Linked DNA regions of Triticum aestivum: region 1 is linked to region 2. Evidence: chromatin contacts called from public Hi-C data. All regions are on one chromosome and are shown on one strand. The core of a region is the stretch at or near the end of the contact, and the rest is flanking DNA. Distances in the headings are between cores, read along the strand shown. Region 1 has its middle 26 kb from the start of LOC123121084. Region 2 holds the start of LOC123121077 (brassinosteroid LRR receptor kinase BRL1).

Region 1 (4,682 bases), core at 154-2,653, 180 kb after region 2:
GAGAGGCCTGTGGGGCCCATGCAGCCCCAGGTCGTGACCCCCTGGGTCGTGACCCCCTGGGTCGTGAGCCAGAATGTTCAATTTTGTGCCAATGTCGAGCACTGCAACTGTGATATCTCGCCCGGTCGTTCATGAGGCCTACAACGGGTGCTACTGACAAACGCATCTTCACATCCATATGGTTAACATGACAAGTGACGGGTCTCATAGAGGAGGAAACGGGTCAAAGGAGACCGAAATGAGTCCTGGCATGCCGGCAACCGGCAGAAATGGCGTGCAGGGGTATATACCTAATTTATTTGCATTCCTTAGTGGCACAACCACAATTGAAATTCTTTTATTTAGTTGCACAATTGAAATTCTCGTGGCAGCCTTCGAATATCTGGGTCACTTTGCTTAATTGCACGAACCAATTTTACTTTTTTTTGTGGGGTGAACCAAATTTTCCTACATAAAATTGCCTTCGATGACCAGAACCAAATATATTTCTCAACATGCAAAAAATAAACATCAAGCCTCACCTGACAAACAAACTGCTAAACTAGTCATCGAGTCTCCGATGCATGCATCACCTGAAAACTATTTCTCGGAGTCCTTGTTTTATTTTTCCCTCTCATTATTGAGATGATAAGCATGTTTTATTTTCTCCGAGCAAGCGTGCAACTTGGTTGGAACGACCTGTAAGCAACGATGAGGTGAACATCTCACTCCTTTTCAAGGCCAAATTAAAAATGCCGTCCACTTGGTCATACTAATGCTTGAATTAAGCAGCTGGCCCTCCACGCACGGGTGTCGAATCCAAAGATTTATTTTACTTTATAATGTGCATACGCCATACTTGATACATTCATGCATGTGTGATGCAATATATGCCTTCTTTTATTTATGCTTTGCTTCTTCTAACTAGAAAAATGCAACTTCCGACGAGTAGTAGTTGAACACAATACCATAGAAGAAAATACAGCTCATTGATCGATCAATGAAGACTAGGAACATTTGAGTTTTGAAAAAAAAAATACATCTTATATTTTAAAGTGGAGGGATTATTATGTTTATTTAGCAAAAGGGATTTTTTGCGAATCATTTATCAAGGAAATTAATCGAGAGTGATTTGTATATGTTTAGAGAGGAAACCAAGAGTTTTTGCATGACCTTGCATGTTGGTCTAGTCTAGATATCTAGACTAGATAAAAAGGCGCTTTGTGTGACGATCCAAAAGACGTCGCCGTCGACGTGATGGATCAGCGGCGACAAACACCGGTATTCGAGCGCGTCACGCAACATCGCTCCATATTCTTATCGCCAACATGCATACATTTTCAAAAGGGGACGCAGCAGTTAGGCGTACAAACGCGACGATTATCTCTCTCCAGTAGTTGACTTGCTCTCTGCTCTTCCGGCCGGCCGGCCGGCCAGCCCTTAAACTGCTAACTGCTCGTTCACAGTTCATATCTTACGGGCATCTCCATTGTGTAGACACGTAGAATTTTTTATTTTTTTTTAAACACAGTATAAGCGCAGATGCTTACATACACGCACATACACCCACCGTTAAATATAGAGGACCTTGTTCGTGTAGGATCGTATTGCATAAAAAAAAGTCCCTAGCTAAATGGCTATGTGTTCCTCAAAAAAGAAAAAAGCTAACTTTTTTTTGAAAGACCGGCAAATCACCGGCTTCATTGATTTAGCAAAAAGCAGTGGAAACATGTAGATCAAGTGATCAAGTGGATGAAATTAGAAAAGTACAGCTATCTCCCCTCTGATTAGGCTAATTTTCACTAATTGTGTCCCCGAAGGGAGGCTCTATGAATTTGGCTCCGGCCAATCTCCATTGCTCGATATTGGTCCTAATCGCCGCGATGACATCTTCCACCCGAGGTGTTTTTGCCCGGAAAACGCAGTGGTTTCTTTCCCTCCATAATTCCCAGGCGATCATGATGATCAGAGTTCTGATTCCGCGCCTGTTTGCGGTAGCAGTCTTGTTGATGAGGAGTTGGCAAGTCTGAGCCAAGCTGAGCGGAGACCTCGTGTCTGGTGCAAGCGAAGAGCAGCCCGACCATCTGGCACATTTCCCCCAAACCTGTTGCGAGAAAAAAGCTAACTGGCTATGTGAGATCGTGTCAAAGGATGCATAGCACGTACGTTCACACACCTTTCTTTTCGTTGAGGCTGCGTACGGTCAGACGTTTGTTTATACCATCGTGCCTAATCGGATTGGGTATATATGTTTGGTGGCCAAATTATTCTTAAGCAATATTATCACTTCATCCTTCAACGTCAAGCTACATGAATGCATGCGTCTCAGCCACGGCGCCACGCCACACACAAACATGCTGTTCTTGCTATGTGCAAGAGGTGCTTACTATTTGAGGCCTTAGTGCTAATCAACACTGTTAATCATCTGATTAGTCTGGAATAAGTCAAATTACGGAGGATTATCACTTCTTCTTTTCTACCTCCTCTGTCTAAGTTTATTGGCAGCCCTCATATTGTGGGTCGAATTTTAACCATCTATATGACTAACAAAATATGAGCTGTATGCTACAAAAAAGTACGACAATGAATTTGTATTCGAAAGAGGTTTCTTGTGATATAATTTTTGTGGCATATAGTTCACACTTTGTTGGTTCAATTTATGATCAAAATTTGACCCAAAACACAAGGGGCTAACAAAACCCGGACAGAGGAATTATTTTCCTAATTGAACACAATTAGTCAAATAGCATTATTATACATCACGAAGGTCACCCTGACCAATGGAGTTGCTGCCACAGGATAGACAGCACCCTGGGTAGAGGGGTTGAGACCTTGGTAACTAGCAAATTATTAATTGTTCTTGGCTATGTGTGGAGTCTTTTCCTTGTTAAACACTTTGTTTACTACATTTGATATCTAAGCTTGCTTCTCCAATGCAATGCATGATTACCTTTTCCCTTGTTTTGAGGAGGCGTGGGACAAAACTTTCACTCCTTTTAGTGTTTAATTTCTTCCTCCGTGGGGATGGGTGCACCAAAATATTTATGTAACTTAGAATTATCTTTAAAAAATATTTTAAGGAATTATTTTACTATGACTCAAGGTGCACAGTCGATAAATCATTTTAAAGCATAAGTATAATACCATTTTCAGGAAATATGCAATAGGGGTGCCGTATGATGCGGCGTCTGAGAAGAGATGTATCTTCCATTTATCTAAAAAAAACTAACAATGTTGGCTTCAACGCTCAAAATTTTGTGATCTTAAGCTTATTGTGTCAGTATGGGGTTTTCCCAATATAGCAAGCGTGCGCTCTGCCGATTTTACTTTGGGAAAAGTAAGAAATACTACAAACGTTATTTACATAGAGTAGAGAACTAAAACTAAAGAAGTGCATGCCGGTGGCAGTTGCAGAATTGCCAAACCGGACTTATTAAGGTCCTCCTTTACAAGGTAAGCGACATCAACCACCGGAAGGGAAGCATCGTGAAAGATACAATGGTTTCTCTTATTCCACACATGCCAGAAAACGTATGTGTGCACCTTACAGAAAAGTTTCGATGTGACGATTTCAGAGACTCGATATACATGTTCCACCAATCCGCAAGAGATGGGAGATCCGGGGCCAAGTTCGAAGATATCGTTATTATGTCAGTATGTCAAAGTATGGTATAGTACATATATTTTTTTAACAAAACTTTATACAAATAAACATTGGCTCCTTTGAGAATTATACAATAGGTTTTGAAAAAAATATCGAGGCACCAAATGACCCCTTTGGACACATCAGGTTTGGCTTGTACAAGAGGCATATCATATGTTGGGTGTGGGTGCCACAGATGCTGGTGCTTCTGATGACACATCCATCAAAGTAAATGAATTTAGCACCAATATGTCGTTGAGCTCTGTGCAAATAGATGGCTTCTTTGGCATCAAACAAAGCAAAGGACTCACCTTTTCGCCCCTCTTTCCTCCAATAGAATAAGTGCACAAATCAAAATGACCTTGTAATATGTGTATCTTGAAACAAGGATCTAGGACTGACCTTTTTTTTCCTACTCAATGTTATTCTACTACCAATTACTTGCATTGGTAACTAGAAGCAGTATCAGGCTACTATAGGGATGGCAGGAAAATAGGACTAGCTTTGGACCTTTTCCTCTTAGCTACTCCATCACTATGAATGTTCACCGCGACATGTTCCAACCTAACATTCTGTTTTAAACTTCACCATTTTGAGATGTATATCCATTCTGAATCTTGCTTGGTTGTCATCATGCAAACCATGGTAATTACTCCCTCCATCTCATCATATAAGAGCATTTTTGATAGCTTCCCAGATCTGCGAGGAATTCCTTTAGGGACCCATGTTTTGAAGAGACAGATACATACCCAGAATGTTTGATTGGTAGCAAATCCGCTTTGCTATAACTAAACCCATTGTATGCAAACCAAAATTGTTAAAGGACAGTACATACGAATCGGAATTTATCATGTACGTGTAAATTGCAGCCTGTTGTTCCCATCATGATTTAGTCATGCAATGTATTATCATGACACTCTAAATGGTAATCTTCAATATGATTTTTTCAGTCAGGTGAAAAAAGGATTTTGTGTAACCATACAAGCTTTTGGATTGGTCACTATTCAAGATACGAAAATTTCATCCGTCAAAAAAGTATATATGATAAGTTTGATGAGAT
Region 2 (4,863 bases), core at 677-3,176:
GTTGCTCGACAGGTCCAGATCGACGATTCTGCCGCACAGCTGGCCCAGCTCCTCCGGTATCGGGCCGGCGAACTCGTTGCCGGCCAATGCCAGTCTCTTCAGAGAAGGAAGTTCGGTGAAGAAGGTCGGTATTGAGCCGGAGAGAAGCTTGTTCCCTGACATGTCGAGCGTCTCGAGGCGCCGGCAGTTGGTGAGACCCGGCGGCAATCCGGTGCTGCTTAGGACATTGTTGGACCAATCAAGCACCGTCAGGTTGCCGCACACGCCGAAGTTGTACCCAGAGACATCACCGGTTAGGTTGTTTCGGGCAATGCTCAGGTACGTCAAGTTGGCCGGCGCGGTCGCCATGAACTCGGCGGGGAGCGCGCCTGAGATCTGGTTCCACGATACGTCGAGCGTGGTGACCACGCTGCACGACGCCAGCTCCGGCAGCCGGCCCGTGAAGAGGTTGGCGGAGAGGTTGAGGTAGCGCAGGCCATGGCAGCCGGCGAAGGAGTAGTTGAGCAGGCCGGCGTCCTCCAGGTGGTTGCGCGACAGGTCGAGCGACCGCAGCGACGACGCAAACGGGAACCCACCGCCGGCGAGGGCGTTCCTCGACAGGTTCAGGAACCGCAGCGCGCCGCAGGACGACAGGAACGCCGGGGGCAGCGTCCCGTTGAAGGCGTTCGAGGATATGTCCACCTCCACGAGCGCGCACGACGACGACGACGGCGGCGCGTGCGAGAGGTTGCCGTAGAAGGCATTGCGGCGCAAGTCGAGACGCTGCAGCGTCGGGAGGGAAAGGAGCGCGCCGAGCTGAAGGTCGCCGGCGAGTTCCATGCCGCTGAGGTTGACGGCGACGACCCGGCCGTCGAGCGGTGGCGCGCACGTGACGCCGGCCCACGAGCAGGGCGCGGTGGAGTTGGCCGCGGCGCCGGACGCCCAGGTCGTGAGAGCGCCGCGCGGGTCGTCCACCACGGACGCGCGCCTGAAGGCGAGCAGCGCCGCCGCCTCGCCGGCGTCGGCAATGGCGGGCGCCAGCAGCCGGAGCAGCACGAGCAAGAAGAAGAAGCCCGCAGTGAAGGGCGACATGGCTTCGGGTCCTCTGCGTGCAGCCGTCGATTCTTGCAAGGAAGGAGGAGAAAACGGAGATGCCGGCGGCGGCGGTGGGAGTTGCGTGCTGCCGTGTTGTTGGGTGGCTTCACATGTCGACGGAGAACATTTGGGTCGCAATTTCCCTGCAGATACGTTGAAATTTCAGCTCATCTTCACTAGGGAAACAAGCTTAGCCCGAACAATTCGCTCGTGTACAAAGAACAAAATAAAGAGAGCCTAAGGAATCTTGGCAGGGGAAAGCACGCAAGAACAATGGGAGCAAATGGGAAATTCTTGGGCCAAATTCAACACTCTAAACCCCCAAAACCCAAAACGTGATAGAACCCATGAAACGAATCCTAGTAAGAAACAAGCTCCAACTGGGACGCAACGCACAAACATGCCCCAGGCAACCCAGCCAAAAAAAGTGCAATTGCAACCTTCAAACCACCAAAAACCCAGCCAAACATTGGCTGCAACGAAACCAAGAAGCAGCATAATGAAAGGGGAGATTAGGAAAGCCGCGCACCTTGGCCAGGAGGAGAAGTAGGGTGCCTGAACCCGAAACCTCATCAAGAAAGCAACGGAGGAAGAAATCCCACAGGTTGAGAAGAGGGAGTTCGCAGCAGAATCTATCTAGCTGCCGCAAGAATCGCAGGCGAGGACAAGGGAAGGGAAGAGAGATGCTGCTGGACGAGGAAGAAGCAGAAGCAGAGGAAGCACACACAGGCCTACACTTGACTATTTAAGTAGCAGGGGAGGGAGGGAGGGAGGGACAGAGCTCCGGCGCGCTACTAGCCTGCTACTCAACCGCCATTAGTTTTAGCGAGCAGCCTCCCCTCCACGGGGCTTGTTTGCTTGCGACGGCAATTTTGCCCGAAAAGAAGGGGGGCGCCGAGTTGTTTATTCGCGGGAGAACGGGGGGAGGCTGCGCGGGTTTCCAAGGGTAATTACTCGGCCTCGGCGAGGGGCTGGATGGAAATGGTTTGGGTGCTCGAAATGCTCGCTTTATTTTCTCTTCTTTCTTTCCTTAGCATGCATGTGTGTGGGGATCTCTTCAGCTCAGCGTCCGAGTGAGGCTGAGTCCGGTCAAAGCTGGGATTTGATTCCCCCGAGCGAGAGGGAGCCCGGCTTTCGGGCATCATCTCCTGCTCCCAGGCACACGGACCACACGTTGGGGCACCGGGGATTTGCTTCACGTTGATTCCCTTTCTGTGACGTTTTGGAGGGGGAAATCCTGCATTTTTTGTAGGGCTGGAGTTCCTAAGAACTTTTGCTATGGGTGTTCCTTTATTTTGATAGGGATCCCTTGATGTAATTTCTATTACTTATGGGATGCTTTGTGCTTTCAATGAATTTTTATAGTAGGTCTGGATCGTATCACAAGAAGACAAAATCTTATAGCAATTTTTTGTATGAATTCTTCGCACTTCATTTTATAGGAAAAGAAATCATCTCCTCAAATCCATTAGGGTTGGATTGGGTAAAACATTGCAATCTTGTATTTTCTAAAAGAATCGTGTTTTATAAATCCAGCGGATCAAAGTGGCTACATGTCCTTCCGATCAAATGAATGGTGCCACCTAAATTCTTATGCCTCGGTTTGACAGGAATTTATATGCCTCCAAGAAAATGGCTCCTACATCTAGTCGGATGGCTCAGCGGGTAGCGGAATGGTCCATCGAGGACACCTAGGTGACATCGTGTTCCCCTCCCGCCGTTTGTCAGTTTCTGCGTTGATGCTCTACAGTCTGGATTGGCCGAGATCAACGAGGGCTTTGCCCAAGCGTTACAATGGTCACTGCTTCCCATTATCCTGGAGTCGGACTGCCTCGAGGCAGCGAAGGCCATTTTTTCTCTTGAGTGTTGATAGGTTTCGTCACTCAATGTTGGTCCAAGAGGTGAAGTTTCTGTTTCAAGAGGGAGATACATGTTGCTCATATCAGTCAAACTCAGAACGTTGTTACTCACTTCCTTGCTACTTGTGGTAGGGTTGAGGCATGTACGGCGGGTTTTATTTGGTTGGGGCCTCCTCTGGTCCCCATCTTTGTAAGGAGGATTACCACATGATGAGTAATACGCCTTCTCTCGTCCCCATCTTTTGTAAGGATGATTACCACATGATGGAGTAACACAAACCATTTTCCACGCAAAACGAATGATATGACTTTCAACATTCACTCCAACCTATTATTTATGCTCATTCGGATCAAGTATTTTCCTAGTGAATAGAAATTTCCTTATCCTAGGATCATATACTCATGATCTAGTACTTATAAGTTTTCAAAAAAATGTAAATGATATATAGATACATGTGAAATTTGGTAGCAAAATATGATATTATCTAACCCGGGGAAGAATATCAAATTAAGTTATTGTACAACGAGCTATATTGTGTTGCAATATTGCGATGTAATAATGGTTTTTAAGTTAAAGTAAGTACATCCACAAATGATCTTATCACTTTACTGAAATCACAAGTGCATGTTCCTGTCCATATTGTAAATTAGATAATGCCCCGCGAGTTACCGCGTGAATCGGTTGCAATGTATTGTTTGATGCGATCTGATTATCTGGAATTTGAATACGAGAATGAATACTAAAAATCATTGTTGAGGAAATCATTAACTGGTAGCTACTCGGTTGGCCGGTGAGTAGGGGGTTAATAGGCTAATCAGTAAGTTAAACCATTAACCGGACGATTTATCAGTTTATCGGCTACTCGGTGACCTTGCGAGTAGGGATTTATCGGCATGTTAACTGGTTAACCGGACGAATTCTTGAATAGAGCTAAAATCACGTATGACTTGTATGTAAGTAGTATTTGTCATGCATGTTGAGAGAAATAAAAGGAGTGGGGTTGATGAATTGGGATGTGTGCATGTTGGTAAACATAGTGGAAAATAAAAAAAATAACTGCTCTATGATCACCCAGGAACAATATGAAGATGCATTGAATTAGATCGTTACCGACTATGAGTTGCAGCAGAAGAAGATGAGCCGGTGTAGATCGTAATTTGAGTCCCTCGAACCAAAGATGAACGATCCCGCGAACCGTCCACAAACAGTCCCTCGAACAGAAGACTGAAAGCACGACCTCCCTGAAGGAAATATGCCCTAGAGGCAATAATAAAGTTGTTATTTATATTTCCTTATATCATGATAAATGTTTATTATTCATGCTAGAATTGTATTAACCGAAAACTTGATACATGTGTGAGTACATAGACAAAACAAAGTATCACTAGTATGCCTCTACTAGACTAGCTCGTTAATCAAAGATGGTTAAGTTTCCTGACAATAGACATGTGTTGTCATTTGATGAACGGGATCGCATCATTAGGAGGATCACATCATTAGGAGAATGATGTGATGGACAAGACCCATCCGTTAGCTTAGCATTATGATCGTTGAGTTTTATTGCTATTGCGTTCTTCATGACTTATACATGTTCCTCTGACTATGAGATTATGCAACTCCCGAATACCGGAGGAACACCTTGTGTGCTATCAAACGTCACAACGTAACTGGGTGATTATAAAGATGCTCTCAGGTGTCTCCGATGGAGTTTGTTGAGTTGGCATAGAGCGAGATTAGGATTAGTCACTCCGTGTATCAGAGAGGTATCTCTGGGCCCTCTCGGTAATGATCATCACTATAAGCCTTGCAAGCAATGTGACTAATGAGTTAATTACGGGATGATGCATTACGGAACGAGTAAAGAGACTTGCCGGTAACGAGATTGAACTAGGTATAGTGATACCGACGATCGAATCTCGGGCAAGTAAC

Evidence for each region. Hi-C and Micro-C count contacts between places; a contact is called where the count stands out from the background.
Region 1: a Hi-C map of leaf shows a contact between it and region 2, with 2.8 times the contacts expected there. The contact joins the enhancer-like site here to the promoter of LOC123121077 in region 2. A contact is called at or near these places in 3 of 5 Hi-C or Micro-C datasets (leaf and root).

What each region holds. Positions count from the first base shown.
Region 1 is chr5D:285,092,503-285,097,184 of IWGSC CS RefSeq v2.1, forward strand. No RefSeq gene overlaps it. Among protein-coding and RNA genes, the nearest start is that of LOC123121084, 26 kb to the right of the region's middle. Within about 2 kb of position 1,404, at least 2 of the 8 cell types and tissues checked have an H3K27ac peak or open chromatin away from gene starts, as enhancers often do. A contact at or near this core is called in leaf and root, where this site is marked.
Region 2 is chr5D:284,910,597-284,915,459 of IWGSC CS RefSeq v2.1, forward strand. It overlaps LOC123121077 (brassinosteroid LRR receptor kinase BRL1), which reads right to left and starts at 1,927. Exons shown (of 2, transcript XM_044541004.1): 1 at 1,604-1,927; 2 at 1-1,217. The coding sequence starts at 1,071.